Regions from separate parts of the Bos taurus genome. Here region 2 is linked to region 1. A link is a contact called in public Hi-C data. All regions are on one chromosome and are shown on one strand. Each heading gives the region's core, a stretch centred on a gene start, on an enhancer-like site or on the middle of the called end of the contact. The rest is flanking DNA. Distances are from core to core; before and after follow the strand shown. Region 1 holds the start of PHGR1 (proline/histidine/glycine-rich 1). Region 2 overlaps IVD (isovaleryl-CoA dehydrogenase).

Evidence for each region. Hi-C and Micro-C count contacts between places; a contact is called where the count stands out from the background.
Region 2: a Hi-C map of liver shows a contact between it and region 1, with 2.9 times the contacts expected there. The contact joins the enhancer-like site here to the promoter of PHGR1 in region 1. A contact is called at or near these places in 6 of 11 Hi-C or Micro-C datasets (4-cell embryo, 8-cell embryo, blastocyst and 3 more).

Annotation. Positions count from the first base shown.
Region 1 is chr10:35,965,264-35,969,408 of ARS-UCD2.0, reverse strand. It overlaps PHGR1 (proline/histidine/glycine-rich 1), which reads right to left and starts at 1,916. Exons shown (of 4, transcript NM_001206783.1): 1 at 1,883-1,916.
Region 2 is chr10:36,033,518-36,037,662 of ARS-UCD2.0, reverse strand. IVD (isovaleryl-CoA dehydrogenase) reads right to left here. Exons shown (of 12, transcript NM_001034382.2): 12 at 3,024-4,145. Among named protein-coding and RNA genes, the nearest start is that of IVD, 13 kb to the right of the region's middle. Within about 2 kb of position 1,937, at least 56 of the 102 cell types and tissues checked have an H3K27ac peak or open chromatin away from gene starts, as enhancers often do. A contact at or near this core is called in liver and skeletal muscle, where this site is marked.

The DNA.
Region 1 (4,145 bases), core at 667-3,166:
ACTGGGTTAGTGGGTGGGTGCTTCTGGGCGATGCAGGGGATCCTAAGACCTGTGCCTCCAAGCCACAAATGAATGGAAACCTTCCCTGATCCAAGCTGCTTGTTCCTGCCTCTTCCCACTAGGAGTGGAAGCTGGCTTGGTGGTTTGAGTCAATTTGTCATCTGCCAACAAGTGTGCTACCACAGGATGGAGCTTCTGGGCTTCTGAGGTGCTCTGGTGCCAAGGCTGGCATTGTCTTGCATGGGGCTGGTCCATAAGTCATAATGGGCAATTCCAGAATGGACCCAGTGCGAATGCGGTATATTCATTTTTTTTTCTGACCCACAACTCAGAATATAATATGTAACATACAGACCAAATGCCAGGCTACTCTGGTTGTTGAACATAGAAGCACAAATGTTTACATACCACATACACGCACACACGTCTGTACTACAACAGCCCAAGCCTCTTGCAACACAGGACCCTGGCACCTTTTGAGTCACCTATTTTGTTGGCTTTTACTTGGGCCACAAATGTTGAGCTGAGGTCAGCCTCTGAGCTATGCTATGATCCTTCTTGCCCCCTCCTCCTTCCCCTTAATGAGTGATGAGTCTGGAAGAGATTCGTGGGACTAGTTCTGGAGGAGGGAGTGGTAAAGAAAATGTTAGGGCCAGCCAGGATCTGACTTGGAAGAAAGAGAAAAGACTGGCTTTGGAAAAAACCCCATCCCATTAAGAAATGGGCAGAGAACTTGACATTTTTTTTCCCAGAGAAGACAAACAGATGGCCAGCAGGTACATGAAAAGGTGCTCAACATCAGTAATCATCAGAGAAATGGAAGCCAAAACCACAATGAGATATCACCTCACACTCGTTAGAATGGCTGTTATCCAAAAAATAAGAAAGATGTTGGCAAGGATGTGGAGAAAAGGGGATGTAAATTGGTACAGCCACTACTGAAAACACTATGAGGTTCCTCAAAAAATTAAAAATAGAACTGCCATATGATCCAGTAATTCCACTGTTGGGTATTCATCCAAAGAAAACAAAAACCCTAACTTGAAAAAATCTATGCACCTTCACATATTCATTGCAGCATTATTTACAACAGCCAAGATATGAAAACAGTCTAAGTGTCCATCAACAGAGGAATGGATAAATAAAATGTAAATTATACACAATGAATATTATTTAGCCATAAGAAAGAATGAAATCTTGCCATTTGTGACAGCATAGATGGATCTTGAGGGCATTATGCTGAATGAAGTTAAGTCGGAGAAAGACAAGTACTATATAATCTCACTAACATGTGGGATCTAAAAAAATCCACAAACAAAACTTTGAGCTCATAGAATCAGAGAACAGATTGGTGGTTGCCAGAGGTGGTGAGTGGAGCTTGGGTGGAGTGGGTGAAGGCAGTCAAATGGTACAAGCTGTTGGACACCTGATATAGACATTGATATCGATAATTATACCTCAATTAAAAAAAAAAGACAGGCCTTAGACTGTCCCTCCCCAGTTCAGACTAAGGTGCTTGAGGGAGAGGAGTTGGTGGCTCTGGAAGGGAACTAATACAATCCCTTCGACCTCAGCTAAACCCCTGTGCCTGGCACATTAGAGGCTGTAAATTCACTTCTAACTCAAGTAGAGAGCAGACCCAGGAGTCAGGGCAGGGCCGGGCAGGGGGCAGACACCTAGACACAGCACACAGGCCTACATTGCATTTATGAGAGAAACAGACCGACACCCACACACGACACCCACATACGACACAGTGACACAGATACCAGTTCAGTACACAGACACACGTACCCAGGGGGACCATGATCACAAAGGCCACAACACGAGCTCACAGAGCCCCTCCTGTCGCCTCCCACAGCCCACAGAGCTGGACCCTTACCTGGGAGTGCAGAACAGGGGGCAATAGGCGATCTAAGGTGCTGGCTGTCCTCAGGAGTATTTGTAAAGGATGGGGAGGGGCTAGCATGGTCAGGTCCACAGGGAGGATCCGGGCAGAGGGTGTGGAGGAATGAACAGGGCTGGGCTAAACTTGAACAGGGCAAAGAGTGGTTGGAAGCAGGGTGGGGGTGTGTGTGTGTGTGTGTGTGTGTGTGTGTGTGTGTAAGGAGGCTGGGTGGGAGGGAGCAGGGAAGAACCCAGTACCCCATCAGTCTGGTAACAAGATGCCACAGAACCAAGGCCGGGGGCCCACACCATGGCAAGGCTGTTTAGCACCCAGGGGCCATCTCTGAACACTTACGAAGCTTCTACTGAATGTCAGGCCACAAGGTGCTTCACACTCTTTAGTTAACCCACTGAGTCATACAGAATAGTGAGATTATCGCCTGTTCCCATGGGTGGAGGCGGAAACGATGCGCCTCGTGGAGGGGCCTGTGGAACCTTTGCTCTGCATAGCAAACCCCAGGCCTGACCTCTCCCATGTGCACCCCAGGTCAGGGAGCTGCCTGGGAGTGGAAACTGAATGAGTCAGGAAAAAAACAAAACAAAGCTTGTTGTCAAAGAGGGGAGGGACACATCAGGGGCATGGGAGTAACAGATACAAAGTACCATATATAAAATAGATAAGCAACAAAGATAAGCAACTATACTCATCATCTTGTAATAACCTCTAATGGAATATAATCTACGAAAATAATTGTCAATCAACTACATTTCAATTTAAAAAAGTGTTTTCAAGCAGGACTAGGGATGAGATTAATCACTTGCCAGGATATAAAAAAAAAGAAAACCAAAACAAAGGCAGGACTTTGGAGATGGAATATCGACAAGCAGGAAGGGGTTTTGCAGTCCACACTGCAGCGGGCCAGCTGTCTGTGCTCTGTAAGCCCCTGGGGCCTGGGCCCCCTGAGCCACTGGCCTCTGCTGTGAGCCACACCCCTTGACCTCCCTTAGGCCCTTTCAGACAGACCAGGTGCCCTGTTACAAGCTCCCCTCTCTCCCTGGGTTCTTTCTTCTCCTGTCTCCTGCTCCACAGGACTGTCTGCTCACCTTTGTATTCCCAGGGACTGGCCTTTAGCAGAATCTCCTGGCGCTCAGCAGGTGTCCAGTAACAATCTGGTGAATGAAGGCAAGGTTCAAGTGTAGTTGTGTGCTGTTTGCTCCGTTGCTTAGTCACATCCGACTCTTTGCGACCCTTGGATTGTGTAGCCTGCCAGGTTCCTCTGTCCACGGGATTTCCCAGGCAAGGATACTGGAATGGGTTGCTATTTTCTCCTCCTGGGGATCTTCCTGACTCAGGGATGGAACCTTCGTCTCCTGAATTTCCTGCATTGGCAGGTGGATTCTTTACCACTTTCACCTGGGAAGCCACTAAATCAATACAGCTGATAATTTAAAAGCTTAACACATGAGGGAAAAGTATCCACTCTATAGTCCTGGAAGCAATCTTTATGTTTATCAATACACACCCATCACTTGAATCTGTTTCACGTAGTTACTGTTGGGTTATAACTGGTCTCGATTTCTGTGCTTATTTTTCTCTCTCTTCTACAAATTTAAGGTTTTTTTTTTTTTCTTCCTAGAGAAAGGAGCAGGAGGATCTCTCCCAGAAAGGCAGCTCCTCAGCTGACCTGAGTTCAGGCTGCCTACACTTGGGCTCCCTGTGCTGGATGAAACAGGCCCACTGACACTCCCACCCTCAGGCCAAGGGGCTCGGTCGGGCCCTGTTTCAATCCAGGAGAACAATGATCATGTGAAATCTAGAACACACAGGAGGAAGCAGAGAGGTTAAAGCAGTTGCGGTCTCCAGGTTGGCCTGGAAAAAGCCTGACCTGAACTGCATTAAATTCATTTTAAAAAAGTAACCTAGGACTCCCCTGGTGGTCCAGGGGTTAAGTATCCACCTTTCAATGCAGGGGACACGGGTTTGATCCCTGGTCAGGACACTAAGATCTCACATGTCATAGTGAAAGATTCCATATGACCCAAGTATCCAGAGTACTGCAGCTGAGACCTGATGCAGCCAAAAAAATATTTAAAAAAAGTAAGAAGGGAAAAACTGGGCCTCACTAAAGTTTATACTTGAATGTTCATAGTAACTTTGTTTGGAATAATTAAAATGGCAGGACTTCTCAAACATCCATCAGTACATGAATGAATAAATGGATAATGATACATGAACGCCGTGGAACACCAGAGTAAAA
Region 2 (4,145 bases), core at 688-3,187, 68 kb before region 1:
ATTGGCCTGGGTGCCGGGTACAAAGGAGTTTGTTGTCGTTTTTCACACTGCATACATACATGTTATATACTTTTCTGTATATGTTCAATACTATATGTTTTATTTAAGGAAAAAAAAAAGGATGATGTGTGCCCTGACTCTGCCCTCTTTTCACATCCAATCTCTACGCTTGTCTTCAGCTGGCAGAGAGGGGGCGGGGGTCCCTTATCACAGTTCCTTTCTGTTTCTGAGGGGGTCAGAGGACTATGGGAGGTGAGGGCCTTCCCTCTGCAGCTGGGCCCTGCTACTCCAGAGTGGGAAGGCCTGGGGGAAGCAGGGCCAGGAGAGGCCGGCTGGCTCTGCTGTCTCTGCCAACTCTGGGGATTAGGCCAGGGCTCTGGCCCACCTGTTGTTTCACTCATTCAGCGTGAACATAGCCACTGAGCACTTACTGTGAGTACTGGGTGCTGTCAGGAGGGTTCAGATAAGTGAGAAATGGTCTTTGACCTCAAAGATCTGTACCGTATACAGAGGTAATCACATATACAAATAACTATGGTATCAATACAGGCAAAATGTGAGCTTAGTATCACATGACCTCTCATTTGCACTTTCAGTAAATGTTTGTTGAACACCTATTATGTGCCAGAAACTGTGCTGGATAGTGAACATAAAAAGGCAGTTCAATCACAACCCTGACCCTTAAGTTCTTAGTCTAATGCATGGGAACAGACACAGACGAGATAACTATGACAGTGGGGAAAGCCCCTGATGTAGAGATGCCCAGGAGAAGCAGGAAGAGGCACCACTCAGGATGGGTGAGATGGGGACAGAGGACTAGGAAAGGTTGGAGAAGGGAGGCCTTCCTGAAGGAGGCAGTTCCTGAACTGAAGCTTTCAGGGATGAGGAAACAAGACCAAGATGAAGGGCTAGGACATCCTCTGCAGAGGGATAAGCTGGAGCAAAGGTACAGGGTAAGAAACAGTTTCAGGAGGACTGTTTCCAACCAGAATACAAGTACTCAGCAGGGATGGGAGAGGAGCAGCTGGAAGGGATGGCCAAGGCAGATCAGGGTCACATTTGCCTGGCAAACTTTAGATCTTATAAGTGCTGGGAGCCACTGGAGGCTTTAGAGGGGCTTGATAGTTACCCTAGCTCAATACAGAGGAAGGGTTGAGGTATATGGATTGGAAGAAGACAGGCAAGTTGTCAGGTTGTTGTGGATCAAAGAACTATTCTGACAGGCTAGCTGTGTCTGAGAGTGGGTGGTGGGTGCAGGAGAGGCCATTTTCAGGAACAGATCCTTGCCAGAGTGACCAGGTGTGTCACACAGGGCTCCCCTCTGGGACTAGTGTGGGCAGAGGCAGGGACAGCCAGAAATGTGGATGGGGCTTTGAATCATCTGATCCTAGGGCCCCACATGCTGGCCTGTGGACATGAGTCATGTAGTGAACTTCTTATAAATCAAACGTGTGCACTTTAAAGATCTATCTGCAATTAAACCAGTAAAGTAGCCATATCGCTTAAAAGCATGAAGTGAATTACCAACAGAAAGCTCTTAAAGATTCAAAAGGAGTTTCACCGTGGAACTGGATGGAGGGGAGGGTTTGCAGTTTTTGTTTCTTTAAATTAACATAGTTCAAAAACCATTCACATAAAACAAATAACTCCCACCCCCGCACAAACCGGCCTTTGTTCTGAATTTATGTTTTTTTTTAATTGATAAAAAGTGGCCTTTCTTGTATGAAGCGATATAAGATAGAGAATAGCCGGCTGTTGTTGAGCCCTATGCATCTTGAAATACGAGTTTGGTAGCCGCCAGTCGCAAGCACCCTGCAGTTGTGGCGAGCGGCCGACAGGGGTCAGGAGAGCTCCACGCAGGACTGGCGGAGCCGCGCCCGAGCCCGAGCTCGCGAGCCAGAGCCAGAGCCAGAGCCGAGCTCCGCGGTGCGCGCGACGCCTCGGGTGAGACGGTCTGGCAGAGGGAGGGCCCTGGACCCTCTGGACCCTGGACCTGCCCTAGGCTGGGGTTCTCGACTGAGGGTCCCGGGTCTCGGTTCCATCAGGCGGACGTGGACTGGGCGTCCGTCCCCAAATCAAAAAGAGGCGCTCCTTCTCAGTCCCCCACGCTTGGCTGACACCAGCCTTGGCTCCACGTCTGGGCGTGGCTGGTTCACCTACGGTTTTTTCGCCTACGGTGGGCAACTCACCCATCTTCCGGAAGCGGGCCCGGCGCCAACTTTGTGTCTTGGACCGGATTGTCATGATCAAGGAGTTAGTATTGCAAAATGAGAGTTGAAATATTTATATAGGGGAAGAAGTGTCGTTACCAGGTTATATGAGTTTGGGACTCGGGCCGCTGGAGGCGTGTCCTCAAGGCCCCAGCTCAGCTGTTCTAAAAGATTGCCTGTACCTCCTCATTATCCCTGGAGGTGTGATTAGGTCTGGGGCCCATATAGGAATCCGTGTGTGTGTGTGTGTGTGTGTGTGTGTGTGTGTGTGTGTTTTCCCCACAGGGTTGCCAAGTTTTGATAAAGGGTGTGCCCAGACCACACTTGGAAAACCATTCCCTTAGCTTCTGTTGCCGTCAGGACAGGCAGGCAAGTAGGAAAACAAAGAACGGGATGGTCGTCAGCAGGGGAACTGGGCTGATAGTGACCTGCCTAAAACTGGAGTGGAAGGAGGCAGCCCCCCGGAAGGAGCGGTGCTGGCAGCTCGTGCTGCAGAGTTGCACAATGCATGTAATCAACCCCACACTCCAAGAACCCCGTGGCCCCTGCTTTCCCATTGTTCACGACTCAGACTTCACTTTTTTGGCTTTACTTTTAAATATTTTTATTTCACATATAGCATCTGTAAAATCATTGTTCTCCCCACGCTGGAGGCAGAGCTACATTATCCTCACTGACTGGCTGAAATACCCCATTCTGATGTTTTTGGGCTTCCAGCTACACTTTATTATTTTGAAAACTTTATTATTATTTATTTTTTGTCTGCACCATGCAGCATGTGGGATCTTTTTTTATTTTTTTATTTTTTTTTCCAGAACACATTTCAGTTGGTGCCAAAGCATGTGGGATCTTAATTCTCCAACCAGGGATCAAACCTGCACCTACTGCATTGCAAGCACAGAGTCTTAACCATTGGATTGCCATGGAAGTCCCCAGTTACATTTTAAGTCCAGCAAGACCACCATTTTAGCCACATTCATCTCCAACACAGTAGGGAGCAGGGTGGGAAACTGAAGGGACAGGGCTACAAGCCCCTCAGCATAGGACTGGGCTGGGGTTGGCAAGGAACGGATAGCACCTGTCACAAGCATCAGGCTGGGAACAGCTCCTGGCTACAGGCCAGGACCAAACGTCAGAACAGGCGCCGCTGGGCTGCGGACCAAGAAAACCAGGTCTCTTTTAGGGAACTCAGATGGAGTGGGACAACCCAAAAATGTCACACCCTGACTGTGCTCCATCCAAGCAGCCATGCAGTGGGGCTCCACGCTGGCATTCTCAGAACCCCTATTTCTGCTGATCTGGATTCTAGCTCCAGTTCTGATTTGGGGAAAACCAAATTGTTTTGATCCTTTTAAAAAAACATGGGGATGGTTTCCGGCAATTTATGTTTCCTTCTGGCTCCAAGACTTTTTCCACCCTGGGCTCCCTCCTTTCTTTAAAAATCACTGCAAGATCTGGAAAAGGAGGACTGAGTACTCCTCTCTCCTGTGGGTTGATTCCACCCCTGCGTCTCCCATCACCAGTGAGCAGGCTGGAAGCAGGGCCTGGATCAGCTGCGCTCCAAGGACACAGGGCTGGAGCCAGACAGAAGGCAGGAACAAGTAGACTGCTTCTCTCCCAAAACACCAGTTTAGAAGCAGATGGGTTTGCTTCATGATATGTTTAATACAAAATGGCAGCAGCCACTGTGGAGTGATAACAAATAGCCATAGGGTGTCCAGAGAAATGTGCGCAGGCAGCCTCGGCTGGAGTCGAGCCAGCCAACCCAGGCCTGCTGCCCAGTCAGCTGGGGGCTGTCACATGGCCAGGAATGGACAGTGACACTGGCAGGGTAGTGCTGGAGGCATCGAGCCCGGCCTTCACGAGCATGCAGACCTCTGCCCACTGTGGACTCTGGGTGGCACAGGTGTTCTGAAATGCCTGTTCCTAGAGCTC